Regions from separate parts of the Sus scrofa genome. Here region 1 is linked to region 2. Evidence: chromatin contacts called from public HiChIP or PLAC-seq data. All regions are on one chromosome and are shown on one strand. The core of a region is the stretch at or near the end of the contact, and the rest is flanking DNA. Distances in the headings are between cores, read along the strand shown. Region 1 holds the start of GK (glycerol kinase). Region 2 holds the start of CXHXorf21.

What was found. HiChIP or PLAC-seq counts read pairs in DNA pulled down with a chosen protein or histone mark.
Region 1: a contact with region 2 is called in an H3K27ac HiChIP or PLAC-seq map of alveolar macrophages. The contact joins the promoter of GK here to the promoter of CXHXorf21 in region 2. A contact is called at or near these places in 1 of 5 promoter capture datasets (liver), 1 of 47 Hi-C or Micro-C datasets (embryonic fibroblasts) and 1 of 2 datasets of contacts at active chromatin or transcription factors (alveolar macrophages).

Annotation. Positions count from the first base shown.
Region 1 is chrX:26,468,521-26,472,275 of Sscrofa11.1, reverse strand. GK (glycerol kinase) reads right to left here and starts at 1,707. Exons shown (of 19, transcript NM_001143708.1): 1 at 1,521-1,707. The coding sequence starts at 1,598.
Region 2 is chrX:26,383,287-26,387,012 of Sscrofa11.1, reverse strand. It overlaps CXHXorf21, which reads left to right and starts at 2,080. Exons shown (of 2, transcript XM_001925715.4): 1 at 2,080-2,397.

The DNA.
Region 1 (3,755 bases), core at 458-2,957, 86 kb before region 2:
TTCCTGCTTGGCTGTACCCCTGAGCCTGAGTTTGCTCTCCTTCCTCTACCTGCCTGGCCCCTGCAAGCATCTGTATGGGCAAATCTTGAATAAAGCTTCAAAATTCAACCCACAGTTAGTCAGCATACATGTCTCAATGCTCTTTCTTAATTTGGAAAGATGGTAATAATGATTGAATATTTTACATATTAAATCCAGTTAGGCAAACTTTCTTACTTATGATTCAGGATTACTTTCCAAACATTTATATGAAAATCAAGACAAAGTGAAACCTGCCCTGGGTGATCATATGATAAACAATATAAGAGACAGGAGAATTACGTCTTGGCAGCTCAAACCAGGGTAGGTCATTAAATACCATTCAAACTAAAACTTGACTAAAGGCTTTCACTTCAGACAAGAGAAACAAGTATCAAAACCAAGGTACAAATTCAGGTTTCAGCTAAATGGTCACAGAGCTTTCAAAATATATACAGTGTATATACAATGTATATATACGGTATACTAAATAATGCATGAAAACATGATTTGAGGCAAAGAAGTGAAGAGAGAGCTAAGTAATCATTAAATATTTACATCAACTTGCCAGGTTAGTCAAATGTCCATTGAAAGCATGGGCTCTTAACCAACAATCGTTTATTTAAATTATTTTTAAAGTACCTTTCTGAACTCAGTGCTAGATCACTGTAAGAGCTAGTTTTTTAATTGCACAAAACAATTTAATCAGCAGAGAGTCACTTAAACAGCACTCCACTATGTCAAAACTCTGTCATACATAGTAAATAAAAAAAAAAATTCCCTGTCAATTTAAGCTGTGAAGCGAGGCGAGGACAATCATCTTTGTAATGCGCAAAGTATCAGAGCTAAAATTGACAAATCCTCGAGATTAAATTAAGATTCTGGTTAAAGCAGTGTAATTTGACTCTTTGCCAAAGTGTTCGGCCACTCTCCCCGCCCTCCTCCTAGCGTTCTACCTTCTGCAGTTTCTGGGGAGAGGAAGATAACGCATCATCACGCTAATACTACATTCGTTCTACAGCTCCAAAGGACGCTGGGTTAGGCTACCACAGTCGTGACACAGCTTCCCCCCCACCCCCGCCCCCGCCCCATTCAAGGACGTCCTGCTCCCGGCAGGCCAAATGCTTCTGGGGAAGACTGCAGCAGCGGTCAATGTGGCCACCTGTCCCTGGCTGCAGGCGGGCCGCTCTGCACGGATGTTCGGCGAGTCCTAGCTTCCTCTGGGGTAGGAGTCCCTTCATTAGTAGGGGACCCGGCTCCACAATCAAGGCCAGGGCTGCTCAGCTCAGCTGCGGGGGTCGCGAGAGGCTGTGTTCCCCCAGGCCCGGGCGGAGAAGCTCCAGCGTGGCAAGTCCCGCTCTGGGCCCTTGGCCTCCTTCCCTTGCCTGGGGGCCAGGGCTCTGGGTCGTGGGAAGAACGGGACGGCGACGCGACATCCCGCCCCACGGTCCCAAGGCTCCCGCTCAGGTTCAGCACCTCTTCAAGTGCAACCCCCGGCTCACCAAAAAGCGCGTCGAGCTGGTGCCCTGGTCCACTGCTCCCACCAACGGTCCCAAAACTGCTTTATTCGCGGCTGCCATGAAACCAGCTTGGGGTCGGCGAGGAATTGCAGCCCGTTTCCTTGGTGACGGCGGCGGGCGGAGAGTAGGGCGGCGAGTCGGAAGGGCCAGGCGGCTGGCGGCAGTAGATCGCTCTGTTCGCGCTCCAGGCAGCCCCTTTACCGGCTCAGAGGCTCTACCCCGCCCCTCCAGCCCAGGCCCCGCCCCCACCCGCGTTCCCCACGACTCCGGGGGCGGGGTTGGGGCAGGCGCTGTCTGCCTGGCCAGCCAATTACCGAATGCGGAAAGAGAAGGGCTGTTCAGACAATCTGAGGCTAGACAGACCTCACGGGGGCGGGGCCAGGGCGCGGCGGAGGCGGTGGCCCGCGCGGCAGGTCACGTGGGCCGGGGAACCCGGCGGCAGAACCCTCCTGCCGCTGGGCCGGAGGCGGAGGCCGGTGCTGCCCTTTGGCAGGGAGGGTCAATGGCCCGGGGAAAGGGCACAACCCCACCCACACCCTGGGGCTTCCTCTAGCGGCTGGGTCCCAAAGGGCAGAACTGCTTGTTCCTCTGGTGGGATGTGCAGAGCACGGCGTGAGTCACTCCGGACCAACCCTGCCAGGCCTTCCCGCGCTTCCCACGCCCCGCCCACTTCCCTGTTCCCCGCTCGAGATCAAAATAATCCCCCTCTAAAGGGACTGACCCTTTGTAGGGTCACATTCAGGAGCAGCGCAAATCTTTTGCCTTTGGAGGCTTTTCAGGGACAAGGAAAGCCTAAGTTCCTTCGGTTTAGCTTTTAGGGGAAGCCCTCAAAATCACCATCCCCAGGTCATCAATTGACCACCCGCGAAGATTTCCCGAGGCACCTCCTTGTCCTGAAGCGCCCTTGCTCCTATCTTGACCTGACTGTGTCTCCTCCCTCATACGCTATTTCCTCGCCATAGGTTAAGTGCTCTAAACAGCAAAAGGAGAGAAAAGAGGCCTTCTCATTTGACCTTGAATTTACCTTGCCAGGATTCTTTTGGATCCTGGAAGTATGAATCTTGTTCCAGAGTTTGAAAACCCCTGGCAGTTGCAGAGGTTTTCAAACTCAGGAATAAGATTCACTGTATGAGTAGTTTACAGAACAGGGCCGGGCATATGTGTGGGTGTGTGCACATGCATTTATTTATAATTTATATAGTTATATATTCATTTTTTCAAGTATTTAAAATGCTACCAAAACAATATTTATCCTTCTGTGCTATACATTCGAACTTATTTATACTATTGCATATCATTTTTTAAAATGCTGGTTGGAAAAATCACTAAATTGACTTTGTAAACCAGGCCCTATCAATATCAAAAGCATTGTACTATTCCCACTCTCACTTTTTTTCCTGTTCCATTACTCCAGTCTCTGTGTTCTGTAACATCATTTCTATTTTACACCCTCTTGCTTTACCTAGCACCACCTCACTTATTTATCTCTGTGTTTATAGTTTTACCACTTTTGCTCTGGAAGCAAATTTTCTTTTTTCTTTTGGCTTTTTAGGGCTGCACCCGAGGCATATGGAGGTTCCCAGGCTAGGGGTTGTATCAGAGCTGTAGCTGCTACTAGGGGTTGTATCAGAGCTCTAGATGCCGGCCTACCCCACAGCCACAGCAATGCCAAATCAGAGCTATGTCTGCAACCTACACCACAGCTCACAGCAATGCCAGATCCTTAACTCACTGAGCAAGGCCAGGGATTGAACCTCTGTCCTCATGGATACTAGTGAGATTCATTTCCGCTGAGCCAAAATAGGAACTCTGCAAATTTTCTTATATTCTGTCTAGAAATCAAATTGTGGTGTTCCAGATGAGGCCTACTTATGGGGATGCTGAACTTAATAACTAAGGATAAACTGGCTTGCTTTAGGATAGGAGTGCAGATGGATCAGTATTTCTGAATTTTCTGGAGAAGACACAGGCATACAGGTGAATATAAAGGAACTAGGCTAACTTGCCCCTAAACTCCCTGAAAAACCTTAATTGAACGATATAGATAAGGATTTCCTTGACTCAAACTAGCAGTAAAAAGAAAGCCACCTAACCTAACACATGGATCCAATTAAAAAAAAATCCCTGCTCATGTTTGAACTTTTACACACTTTTGACTCTCAGATTCTGACGGAACAGCAAATTATTTGTTCAGCAGTATTGTGTGATCAGAATTCA
Region 2 (3,726 bases), core at 831-3,330:
AGAAGATCCTTAATCACTAGGCCACCAGGGAACCCCTCACAGCTAAATTCTTGATGGGCTAAAAAAGCCAGGAGACATCCCTGGGCTTGATTTTAAAGGATTATACTGCAAATGGAACCTGCCCCTGGGGCAATGAGTCTGGTTGTTCTAGCGGTAGCAGGTTAAGTCAGATTTCAGACAAATTGAGAAACTGTGTTATGGCTCATAGGTGGGAACCTGATTTTTTAACTGGATCTAAGAAATGTTCCATGAAATAATGCAAAAAATTTTAAAAAGGAAAAAAAGTTAGTACACTTTTAATGGTATAACTTTTCAAAATAAGTCATAGATCAAAGGTAAACAAAACAGGAGTACCTCCTTTGGTGCAGTGGGTTAAGAATCCCACTGCAGTGGTTCTGGTTGCTGTGGAAGCATGGGTTCAATTTCCTGCTCAACTCTGTGGGTTAAGGGATTGGCATTGCCACAGCTGCGAGGTAGGTTGCAGCTGTGGCTCAGATTCAGTCCCTGGCCTGGGAACTTCCATATGCTGCAGGTGCAGCCATAGAAAAAAAAGGTAAATAAAAGATATCCATTAAGTAGAAATGTTTACATATTCAGAGTTTGGAACTTAGCTTTGATCAGAGTTAGGTAGCAAAAGGTATCAGAGGCGGATAATTATTTGGGGCAGGATTATTCTTTGTTGGTTTAATTTAAACAAGGAGGGAAAACTAGCTAAATTATTTTGAGAACTCTGTTTAGAGTTTTTCTACTTTGGGGCAAGAATAACTGATCTATTTGCAGACAAACTTCTCTGTCCTCCAGGAAAAATATATGAGCTATAAAAATCACACAAAATTAAATATGACTTAAAAATGCTATTTTTAAAAAGTAATACATATACACGGTAGAAATTTCAAAAGGATACCCAATGTGAAAATTAAGACTCATTTCCAAAAGGCAACTGCCTTTTTCTAGTTCCTTGTATATCCCTATAGAACTATGCTATGCATCAGCAAATATATGTGCATATATATATATATTCCTTTAAAAACACATATTGGAGAATATTATATCTTATATAGTATTGCTAAGTAATGTAACTTGGAAATCTATTCCTTTTTAAAAAAATTTTATGGCTGCCTCTGTGGCATATGGAAGTTCCTGGGCCAGGAATTAAATCCAAACCACAGGTGCTTCGATGCTGGATTGTTTAACTCACTGCTCCAGGGCCAGGCCAGGGATCCAACTCATGCTTCCACAGTGAACTGAGCCATTGCAGTCAGATTCTTAACTTACTGTGCTAGGGCAGGAACTCTGAGATCTTTTCCTTCTGTTATACATAAAGCCACTTCACTCTAACAACTGCATCATTTTCTATGGTAGGGATATACTCTCAGGTATTTAGCCAATATCCCATTTATGAATATTTTTTCCTAGCTGTTTCTTTGTTTTGTTTTGCTTTTGTTTTGTTTTCTTGTTGGTGCCTTCAGCATGTGGAAGTCCCTGGGCTAGGGCTCAAACCCGCACCACAGGAGTGACAATGCTGGATCCTTAACCTGCTCAGACACAAAGGAACTCCTTTGAGTTATTTCTTAATGCTGCGACAAATATCTTTTCACATGTCTTTGTGCACAGGTGCAAATATATCCAATGGATAAACTTTAGAAATAAAAATTGTTGAGAACAAGTGCTTGAATATTTAAAATTTCAGAAAAAATCTTGGACAGATACTGATAAATTGCCTTTTAAAAATGTTTATAATCTCATTAATAGTGAATGAGACTGCTTGTTTATCCACAAACTTGCCCACTCGTGTACTAACACCTTTTTTACTTTGGTTAATTTGAAAGAGAAAACTGTTTTCATTTGCATTTTTAAAAATTATGAGTACAAGTGAGAAATAATACTTCTTAAAAATTATAAGTTAATGATGGAACTGGGAATTCACTAAATCATATATGACTTTGGCTCTCTTTTGGGAGAGGGGACCCAGAGAATTGATTGTTAGAGGAGTCAATTTATGTCGAGAGGGTTCTTACATAATGTGTAGCAATAAACTATTTTAACAAGAGACAGTTTCATAGATAGGTTTCATTTTTCGAAAAAGGGGAAGAAACACCATTCTGTGGCTCGATGTGGGTTTGGCAGTTATTGCCTCCCCCTTCCTGGGACTTCCCACTGTTCTTTAGCACAAATCAAACTTGAGCAAAAACAAGTTTTTCCATAGGATCAGTTATAAAAAAAACAGCAACTGCGATGATCAGCTTAATGACCAAGTTTCTTGGTCTTACCAGTGAAAAGTAGACTCACCAAAGGCTTGTGAACATTTCTGGCAAAAGCACTGGCTGGCTTGTTCATCTCTTATATGGTCAATCGTTGTGTTTCTGCGGGACCAAAGGCACAGACTGGTTAGTGAAGGTAAGCAAAGGAGGCAACAGGCTCTCTGACTATGAACTTTTTCTGTCATTTCTCTTCTTAAACTTTCTTCGCCCTTTATCATCAGAACTCAGCTCCCGCCTCATGACATCTAAAACGCTCTTCTCATTTACCAAATTAGAGCTGAGTGGACATGTAAGTAAGCCTTCAATGGAGTTATACAATAATGACAAATGAAGCCAAGTATCCTCTTCCTCTTACCTCATTCTCACATTTTGAGCATTTCTAAAATTTTCTTTTTACCTGAATTTGACTGGTCTGATCGAAGAGTTGTTTAATTTATTCAGTCCCTGTTCACTAACTGCTACACAGGTTTAGCTTTTGTGTTTTTTTTAAAGGCCTAAAAACCTAAGCAGAATTTGGCAGGGGCAGAGTAACTCTTAAATCTGGTCCCAAAGATGGAGTTTTAGAGATGACTACAATCACAATAAATCCCAATTGGATTTGACTCTAAATTATTCATTGGATGAGCCAGTGATAAGTGTTCTTCTATGTGGCAAGACACACTCAAAGTGAACGTGTTCTACAGCGATGTGCTTTTTGAATTGCCATCTGGGTGATTTGGGGCAAGTCTCCCTATTGGTATTAAAGATAGTATATACACAGGTGGGCTTCTGTTTGAGTTATCTTTAGACCTGATCAAACAGTCTTTTTCTTTCTTTTTTTTGTGTCTTTTATTTTATTTTTTATAATTTTTTTATTTTCCCACTGTACAGCAAGGGGGTCAGGTTATCCTTACATGTATACATTACAATTACATTTTTTCCCCCACCCTTTGTTCTGTTGCAACACGAGTATCTAGACAAAGTTCTCAATGCTATTCAGCAGGATCTCCTTGTAAATCTATTCTAAGTTGTGTCTGATAAGCCCAAGCTCCCCAAACAGTCTTTTTCTTATGCACATATCCCGACACTTGAATATCAACTTGCTTTGGCCAGAATATTCATACTGATATTTTTAAACAACTTCTTGTGTAGGTCAGTGTAAGAAGATCGTGTTTCTGAGCTTGAGAAGCCTCTTGGAGCAGTAGAGTATATTTGAAAATTGTGTAAAACATTCATATTATAATAGTAGTTTGGGGCTGTATAAGCATAGTGCACTAACTTTATTATCTGAGTAAAGCGATGTTTTCAAGATCTCCTTCAAGTTACTGAAACATTTCCAAACACATACCTAGTGATTATCTCAGATATGTAAGATACTGTCCCTCTGAGCTCTTCAAAACATGATAGAATGTAAATTTGCCTTCATTAACTAAATCTAGTTACTTCCCCCCATTTTTATCTTGTGAAGTTTCAAACCTATATAAAA